Linked DNA regions of Mus musculus: region 2 is linked to region 1. A link is a contact called in public Hi-C data. All regions are on one chromosome and are shown on one strand. Each heading gives the region's core, a stretch centred on a gene start, on an enhancer-like site or on the middle of the called end of the contact. The rest is flanking DNA. Distances are from core to core; before and after follow the strand shown. Region 1 overlaps Btbd9 (BTB (POZ) domain containing 9). Region 2 overlaps Btbd9 (BTB (POZ) domain containing 9).

Evidence for each region. Hi-C and Micro-C count contacts between places; a contact is called where the count stands out from the background.
Region 2: a contact with region 1 is called in a Hi-C map of the N1E-115 cell line, with 1.6 times the contacts expected there. The contact joins two enhancer-like sites. A contact is called at or near these places in 3 of 484 Hi-C or Micro-C datasets (the CH12 cell line, the N1E-115 cell line and nephron progenitors) and 1 of 9 other capture datasets (embryonic stem cells).

The regions. Positions count from the first base shown.
Region 1 is chr17:30,243,323-30,247,657 of GRCm38.p6, reverse strand. The region is part of intron 9 of Btbd9 (BTB (POZ) domain containing 9); the gene reads left to right. Among named protein-coding and RNA genes, the nearest start is that of Zfand3, 240 kb to the right of the region's middle. Within about 2 kb of position 2,572, at least 19 of the 459 cell types and tissues checked have an H3K27ac peak or open chromatin away from gene starts, as enhancers often do. A contact at or near this core is called in the N1E-115 cell line, where this site is marked.
Region 2 is chr17:30,386,426-30,391,426 of GRCm38.p6, reverse strand. The region is part of intron 6 of Btbd9 (BTB (POZ) domain containing 9); the gene reads left to right. Among named protein-coding and RNA genes, the nearest start is that of Btbd9, 190 kb to the left of the region's middle. Within about 2 kb of position 2,431, at least 17 of the 459 cell types and tissues checked have an H3K27ac peak or open chromatin away from gene starts, as enhancers often do. A contact at or near this core is called in the N1E-115 cell line, where this site is marked.

The DNA of each region.
Region 1 (4,335 bases), core at 1,323-3,822:
GGCCCTAGGTCTCTGCTTAAAACATCTCCCTGCTGCTCTTTGGTGCACTGTGGGCCTGGTCTGTCTCTTGAAGCTCTTGGGCTTAGGCTAGCTGTTCCCTTTACACTTCACCTTTCAAGTTCTGCATTACCTTGTCCTGAATGACTTTCCAGAAGACAGCATCTTCATTGCTCTGTTTACACATGGAGTGTGTGTGGCTGGTAATCTTTAGAAAGCCTTTGTGGGCAGCTTTAGAGCATCTTCATTCAAGGTTGGTTTTACCCCGAGAATCCTCTTCCCCCAGGCAGTGGTGTGGATTTGGAGGGTCCTGCTCTTTCTCTTCATAATGAGATCGCCCTCATCCAGAAGTGTGCCGTGCCCCAGCTGAGATCTGGCATGTTGCTCACGGGGCCGGGGGCTTATCAGCTGAGCCAGCAGACAGCTGATCCAAGAAGACATAACACCACAGAGAAGTAGAGTGCACAGGCCATGAGACTTCAGGCTCACCGTGGGCGGAACCAGGCCTGGGCCTTTAACAAAGCTCCCCTTACTTCAGTGCCGTGGGCAGCAGTAGCCTGGTCAGTATTTCCAAAGGCAGATGAGAACGGGGTAAGGCTTGGGGCAGTCGTTGGAGCCAAATGTGACCACGTTTTTCTTTAAAGGAGAAGGGAAAAAACAAAGGGAGTCCCAGAAGACATCTGGCAGAAGAGTTGAAACTGAGCATGTGGGGAATGAGGGGAGAGCACGGCTGACCTGTGCCGAGTTTCCAGCTCCTGTGGAGGGCTCATCCCTCACTGGGCTCAGGCTCATGATCCTCTTTTCTCTGCCTTCCAAGTGCTAGGACTCTAGACGTGTGTGCTCTCAGCTGGTCTGGTGTTTAAGGGAGGTCATTGGTGCTGTCCTGGGGTTGACCTGAGGGTGATGTTCAGTTGTTTGTGGTGCAGACCTTAAAGTCAAGACTAGAAGTTCATTTCTGTGAACTTGCCCAACTTTTGGTGATTTTTCAAAAGAAGAATTAGTTTAAACAATAGCAAGAGGGAGACTGGAGTCTTGTGCCAGAGAGAACCACTGTGCTCACAGCTGCCATGTAGAGGGAGGTTTGCCATAAATGCCTGTTTTCCAGGTCTGTCTGATTACCTTTGCAGCTGACTTGTGGGTGTTTCTGTTTCTTGCCTGTACTCCACAACCTATAGTCCAACTCCTGCTCTGTTATCTTTGTTGATGGGTGAGTGAGTTATCAGTGTGGTTGGTCTCTCCTGAGGCTTCAGTGTGCATCTGAAGCCTTTCTATTAGGATGCCTTATCTGAGTGGCTGAAAGGCCTGTTGTCTAAGGCACATGCTGCATTTCAGTGTCAGATGGATCTGATTCTTGCTAAGTGCTCAGGCCCGTCTGTTCCTTCTCTGACTTCATTTCTTCTGAGTGTCCTCCCCTCTCTGTAGGGACGTTTGGAAGGCATATGAGACTGCAGCTCTGCTGACAACATGGCTAGCTTGAGAAAAGCCATCATGTTCTGACAGGTTCATTGCTCTTGTCTGCCGTACACTGCACCCCACATAATGCCTGTGGCACCTCCAGCCTGGCCAGGCAAAAGGATTTGGATCCATGTCCATGTCCTGGCTGTGCTCAGGGCTCATTGCGATGTTGAGCAGGAAGGAAAGATGGTGGTGATGGCTTCCTGAGGGGAGACCTTTGGACGGAAGTGACTGAGTCACGGCAGGCAGACGGGTGCTGATTTACCTGTCTGCTAGTTTATTTTCTTTTGGGAGTCAGTGTTCCAATTTACTGCATTCCTTGGAGGTTTGACATATCAATTAGATATTATCGACAGTAATAGAGGGGCAGTTGCTGTAAATGTGAAGTTTTTACTGGTAGGCCATGAAATGACACCCCAAGGGACTGTAACAGAGAGGCATGATAAATATCATGTTACCTAAACACCGGCAGAAGGCCTGATTAATAGGGGAGAGTGACTCTGTCTCCAACCGTAAAGTGGTATTTATTCATGTGCTGTCAATCAGACCTTCTGTTCTAATTGGCTAAAAGGCTAAATCAACAAGATCTGTTCATAAACCAGGCTAAGGTAGGAAGAAAAGCAAAGGTAAATCATAATCAGAGGCTTGTTTACTGACTGCGCCCGCCCACCAGCCTGCAGATCTGGCTGACCTTGAGAGCCGCCTTCTACCCTCTGGACACAGCCTGGAGCACGGGTAGGGAGGGGCAGAGATGCTGCCATGCCCAGGGGCACAAGTGGAAGCCCTTGAGCTCAGTTTGGGGTGGCAAAGCTGAGTCTCGGTGTAATGAGACCTCCGTGGCTCTCGCTGCTGCGGTTTTAATGTATGGCTCTTGTTTTGCTCGACACTTGTAAAAGGAAGAATTACTTTCAGAAAGACAAATATATTTCCACACTAACAGTTTTATAAAGATGTCAGCGAATAAGTACGAGCACCATTAAATCACATTTTAAAGGCAGACACCTCATAATAAATCTGCATTATCAAGACTCCTTTCTGAATGAGTCATACACTGTAAAGCTTTATGAGGGGTGAGGGGAAGATCCCTGCTGGCCAGAACAGTGTATATTGTCAAACCCTACAGAAAGGATAGCTGCCAACCCCACGAGAACGTGAGCGGGGACACCATTCCTTAGCTAGCTCAGGAGGAAGCCAGTAAATCCCAGCACAAAAATTTTCTACCCTGCTTGTAATGGAGCTGGCAAGGATCAGACTCAGGAAAGCACAGTGAGGGAGGAGGCGTATCCTGGGAGGCCCACAGCCCCTCCAGAACGGCTGCTCACCTCACATCAGCTGCCAAACGCCGTGCAGTTGACCTGCCAGAGGCTCATCCTAGACTGTGAGGCGCTGTAGCTGTAGCTGTGTGTAGTTACCCTGATGGCCAGCGAGCTCATAGCCATAGATATCAGGCTATTTTAGGCACAGACCGCCATTTCAACTCATGCATCTGATATTCCACATTACCATGTTAAACAGCACAGGAAGCCATCATATATGTCGTACCGAAAATGCACTAGCAAAGAGGACCTGTCAGCCCCTGGAGAGGAACTCAGAAAAGAGGGGCAGGAGATGGTGGGGAGACACGCCCTTCTCCAAAGAGTGTGTGAAATTTGGGTCATTGGGGTGCAGAAAGGCAAAGTAAAAGTTTAGCTGGTGGTTTGGGTAGCAGGCCCCGCTGCTTTCGTCTGCCCTTTGTGTGAATGCTGAGCTCACAGAGGAGCAGAGCCCTCTCACCCCAGCTGCCTTTCCGTATTCCTGATGAAGTCTGAAGCGTGCTGTGGTGGGTTGTGCAGTAAGATGACAAGTGAGGGCTGGGATTGCGCAATGGAAGAATTGGGGATTGGAAGGATGGAGTTCAGAGGGCTAACTTGGTGGAGAGAGTGATTAGCCTAAGAAGACTAAGCGTCAAAGCAACAATAAAATACCATCTCCCCCACTCTGCCTGGGAAGCAGCCTCGCTGTTCTTGACAAACCAGACATCATCTCAGATGCCATACAAAGGGCCACTCAGCCTAGAGACTGATGTCAGTACAGAGCAAGAGCAGACAGCCTATCTACAGCCCTGCTCAGTGAGCGGGTGGCTTTCCCAAACCTGATAAACAATGCCCTTTACCATTAGAAACTATCACTAAGTTCTTGTGCTAAGAAGCACAGTTTATTGATCAATTGAGATTTCAAATTAAGGAACATTAGATGAAGACAACCAGTGCTGTGTTTCTGAAATTGCCCTAGAGTATCTTCTGTTTTTGCCAAAGTCTGGTCCCGCCACCCACTCTTCTGCTGAAGGCCCCTGGTAGCCAGCAGTCCAGACCAGGACCGTAGAGACATAATATGGGCCTCTCTACTGGGACGGTCTCTGTATCTCAGGGGCAAAAGTCAAGATAAGCTGTCTTTGGCAGGGAAGCCTGCCAAGGTCAGGGGGCTGTTCAGAGAGAGTTCTAGCACAGCCTAGAGGCTGGCGCTCAGAGAGAGTTCTGGCTGGCTCATGTGTTAGGAACACGAGCTTAAGTCAGAATGAAGTAACAGACTGCACGGTACATTCCTGTATCCCAGCACTCCATCATCTGAGACAGGAGCATCATGAATCTCAGGTCAGCTTGTATTACACAGCAAGACCCGGTCTCAGACACACACACCAAACAGAAACCCAGCTACAGCCCGGGAGAGGCTGGAAAAGTCACCTTCACTGCTGTATGGAGTTGGGTAGAGCCAGGGCCAAAGTTGCCACTGCCTCCTTTGTATAGTCCCCAGGCTAGGATGATTTTTATGTTCTTACAGAATTGTGTAAATAAATAAATAAATAAATGCCATGTGACACAGACCTTTGTGGCCTTCAGAACTTAA
Region 2 (5,001 bases), core at 1,182-3,681, 140 kb before region 1:
AAATGTTGGAACTTACCCAGAATGACTCATGCTTTAATCCCTGGTAATTTCTCTTTATTATGTTATCAGCAGATGTGTTGCAAGTTGATTCAAAAGGAATATAAAAGTTGAAACAGTAAACAGTGGGGTTATCAGATAGTTTCCCAGATTTGATGAAAAATAAAATTAAAATCTTTTGTGAAATGCTCACCTGCAGAGTTCCTTACTGAAGGGAGCAAGGACATTGCCAGTGTGAATGAGGACCAGACCACAACGTGCCTCTGCAGCACACGCATGTAAAGTGTGTGTGTGTGATGTGTACACACGAGTGCCTGTGAGCACTTGTGCCACTGTGAATGCCATAAGATGATATGAAGTGCCTTCTGCTATCACTGACTGCCTTACTGTCTTGAGACAGGCTCTCTCGGTGGACTGGAACCCTGTAATTTCAGCTGAGTTGGCTGGGCAGGAATGTCCTGAGATCTGTCTCTGACTTCCCTCCCAAGGCTAGGTTTCAGGTCATCAAGCGTACACAGCAAGTGTTTTCTTACCCACTGAGGGAATCACCCCAACACTTACCTTTCGTCAGTTTTCTCCCATGTGTTTCTGTTTGTGTCCTCTGCCTCTGTGGGTGTGTTCATTAACAAAAGTGCTCAGAAGAGGGATGCGCTTTCAATGAAAACTTCCATTTTGGACCTAACTCTACCTCTTATTAATGGTGTGACTACTTTGGGGATGAGTCACTTAATGAGGTGGTACACTGTCAGTCCTATCGGATATTGATAAGGCATCAGGGCAGACACTGGCTCTGGATGCTGTAATACACATAGAACTTCCTTAGAGCACTCTCTCATTTGACATTGAGCAGTCTGTCCATTCCTAACCCTATGTGAGGGTATCAGAGTGATGGCTCAGTCCTTCGCTGCCATGAACTCTCTGTGACTGGGAGTGCCAATTCCCTATCATGGTGAAAACAAAATCCACTAGTTAATAACTCTTCCTGAGCATCAATCCTGACAGGAAACACAAGAGGATGGTACTGTGTGTTCTGTATACTGTGGTTGTGTGCCTTGCTGAAACTTTGGTGATGGTGGTACAATTCAGAGATTTTTTTTTTTTTTTAAAGCTTGGCTGCTGCTCTTCATGGTTAACTGAGAGCATGTAGTCTCGCTTTTTGAGACAAGGTGCTAGGTACCCCTCCCTCACTGGCCCTGTCCTTCACAGGCGCCTGTGGACCAGCTTGCTTGGCTGAGGTTTCAGTTTGGAGGCCCACTTGGTGTGAGCAGCTTTCTAGCACATGCCTCTTGAGATCCTCTAACAGTGGGGCAGGGGTGGTGCATGCCTGGATCCTAACACCCAGGGCAATTGAATCTACAGTGACTTCCAGGACAGTCAGGGCTACACAGAGAAACTCTGTTGCAAACAAACAAAAATGATCCTCTTACAGAGACAGTCTACAGGCTTCTGTTGATTCCCAATTCCCTCCCACCTTCATAAAGCTTACTCTCTCAAAGTGTTCAGAGTGTAATGTCTCAGCTCACTGGGCATTTGGGGAACTGTCCTAGGTGCTGAATTGAACTTTGCTTTCTTGGCCTCTGCTTTCATAGTCTTGGGGTTAGAGGTGAGTGCTACCACACCCAATTTGTTTAGTTCTTTAATGTGGAAACATATGGGGGCTATGGCTACTTTCTGCCTGTATTGGCTTGGGTTTGTTTCTTTTGCTTTTCAACATTACAGAATAAACTTGGACAGAATAACTTGAGGTCTTTGCGTTGCCCTTGAAGCACGTGTTATCTATCCATGGTCTGCACCGCAAAGGCCATATGATAATTATTCTTTGCCAGGAACTTCGCATTGGTTTGTTGGTTTGTTTGCTTGCTTATTACTCTGAGAGGTGAACTTAGGGCCTCACACACTCTAGGCAACATTCTACCATCGAGCTCTGTTCCCAGCCTGGAACTCCTTTGCAGAAGCAAAAATTAAGTTCCTGAATTTGAATCTGATTTGCAGAGCCCCAGCTCCCTACAAGTTGCTATGTGCTGATGCAGGGTTACTGGGTTTTTTTTTTTTTTTTTTTCATCAAAACTTGGCTTTTCTAGAAGCTATTCTTTTCCTAGTGACTGGCAGGAATCATTACTCTCTGTGGCAAGGAACCAAAAGTTGGCAGGAGCCTTACAATAATTGTCCAATTGGATTTATTTTTTTTAAATTCTCATGCCAATTTCCAAATTATCTTCAGTTACAGAGCTTCTGTTTTCTGTAAAAGGTTGAAAGTGAGAGAGATGCATGCAGCTTCGGTCCTGCCCAGGTTAGCTGTGGAGGCACCAGAGGTCCTTCCTCAGCACACTCTGGACAGAAGCCAGCATCACAGTATATCCTAGAACTGAGCCAGGAGCAGAAGGCAGTTTCTGTCTGGTTTGGAGATGCGTACATTGTGACTGACTCCTTCAGTGTGTGGAAGAGCCAAGGATCCCTTTGTATCCCTGGGCAGGAAGCACTGAGGGTCCAAGCAGTCGCAGCTGAGCTTCTTGCCTCATTCTTGCAGCATGAATTGACAAACACTAGAAGGTCTGACCTCTATCCGTGAAGTAATTTCTGAATATCCCTGAAATAGAGGTGTGAGCTGAACCCCATCATTTCATGCCCCCCCCCCAGTGCTCTTCCTGTGTCCCTGCCTTCCAGCCTGTGCCAATTTGATAATAACAAGCCCAGAACAAAACACATCTGTTTATTTTCTCTCATCTGCATTAACAACTAGAAATGATTTTGCTTGTTTGAGCTTCCCTCTGTCTAGATTCCTGATATTTATTTTGAATTTGCGTTTGGCAGAGTAAGATCTCAATGCATGCCAGGCTGACAGGTCTGTGTATTTGGTAGCCTGGGATGGGTTTTTCCTCACTCGCTCTGCTCTGCGGCTTTCTGTCTTTACAGTCTGACTTTTATTGTCCTGGATCAGCTGTCAGCAGTGAATGCACCTTTATTTCAGACTGAGCTGGATAAGATCACATCCATGTGTTCTGTTCCTTCACCTGCTCAGTTTACACACTTTGGTGTAACGGTGTACTAAGATATTAAAGACCCAGGATTGAGGGGGCTGGGAGAAAATGGGTCAGTAATCTAAATGAATGGCTTTATTTTGTTACTAATTTTCTAGATACACTTTTAAAAATGAGATATGCTTTACACACCAAAGGTCTTTTCTTATTTTACTTTTTGAAATGTTCTCGAGCTTTGGCTGTGCTGTGATGAGTAGCAGCACTTCCCTCTCGCCTGTGACATAACGGTGTACCGCAGGGTCAGCAGTGGTAGGAGGAGGCCTGTCAGCCGGTTAGGTGGTTCTTGGAATGGAATCTTTGAGCTTTTCTGAAATAGCTGCAGGAACCACCCATGTCCAGTGTCTGTGTAGATGCATGTGTAGAGCTTTCTAGGTTACTGTCGTGGCTGTAGCTGTAGCAGCTCAGTGCTGACCTCTCTGAGGAGCGGCTATAATGTTTTTCATGGGGAGCCTCGGAGCCGCCTGCTGTAACACACTGTCAGTGGTTGTCCTCATGCTCATGGACACTCCGTGCTCTTGATTGGCTCCTCCTGGAGAGCAGTGCTGTGTGTGGCGTACCTCTTCCTGCTGATGTTGAAAGTGTACGTCATCTCTGGGAAGATGTCTTACTCAGCTCCTTTGTTTATTTTTAAATGGAGTCATTTTTGTTTACTTGGCCAACATATGATTATGCTGTTTTGTTTTTTTTTTTATTTTAGCCATTGGGTTTTAAACCTCTATATAATATGGGTTCTAGATCCTTATTTCTGTCATTTAAAAAGATTTTTCTCGCATTGTGTGGAGTGTCTCTTTATGTTCCTAACACACTTGCTCTGGTGTGTGTGGGGGAGGGGGCTTGTGTATGCTAAGCATCTACTTCACTGCAGTATCCATTCTCCCTCAAACATTCTCGTTTTGATGAAGCCTAGTTCATCCCCTTTTCATATCGGAGTAGCTCTTGCCTGAGCCAAGCTCATGAAAGCAGACACTTACGTTTTCTGAGAGGTTAGACCTTAGACCTAATATCTCCTCCATTTTGAGATAATTTTGCAAATGTGTGAAGCAGGAGTTTGAATGCATCCATTCTGTATGACCGTGGTTAGTTGTCCTTCCACCAGTGGTGGAGAAGTCTCTCCTAAGCCCCCCTCAGTGATCTCTGTTGCTGTCATGTCTCCTGCTTTTGTGGACTATATTCCTACGTGGTTTACCTTGTCTGTTGTGCTGGTGATGGAACTCAGAGCTGCACACAAGCTAGGCACGTGCTTTACACCAAACTGCATCCTCAGACCACTGTTCTTTCCTCTGTTATAAGTGGAATTGATTTCCTTAGCTTACTTGTCATATCACTTATTGCTTATTCATAGAAATTAAACTTTTTTGTTTACTGAGTATATTACCCACAAGAAAGAACATTGTCCTAGGCCTGGCACTAAGATTGAAGGAATGGAGATTGGAAGTTCAGGGTCATCCTTGGTTAAATAGCAATTTCAAGACCAGCCTGAGTTACAAGAGATGCTGGCTCAAAACAACCACAATCACAAGAAATAGCTCACACACACAAGCACACACACACACACAGCACCAACAACAACTACAAAAATTCTCATTACAATTTCCAATATATTGAGTCAATTTACAAAGCAGATCTTCCTTGGGATTCTCTTGAAGAGATTATATAAAGTTAATGTTTTGAACACTTCCTCTGTGCCATATACTGAGGTACTTATAGTCTATCAGTCACTTTTGATTTCACCATGAAACCCTGGAACAGTATTGTAGCTTCAACTGAGCCGTGGGGCTTCATGGTCTCTGCACTCTGTATTGGTCTATGCTCAGCCACACACTGGACACGTGGGCAGCAGCAGACTCCAGCCTCCTGTGCAGATTGCTCCCACTCATACTGCTCACACTCAGCGTTTACACTTGGAATCTCTTCTGTAAAGACCGTTCTTTGTCCATCCAGGGTGTTTCTGTGATCCCCTCCTACT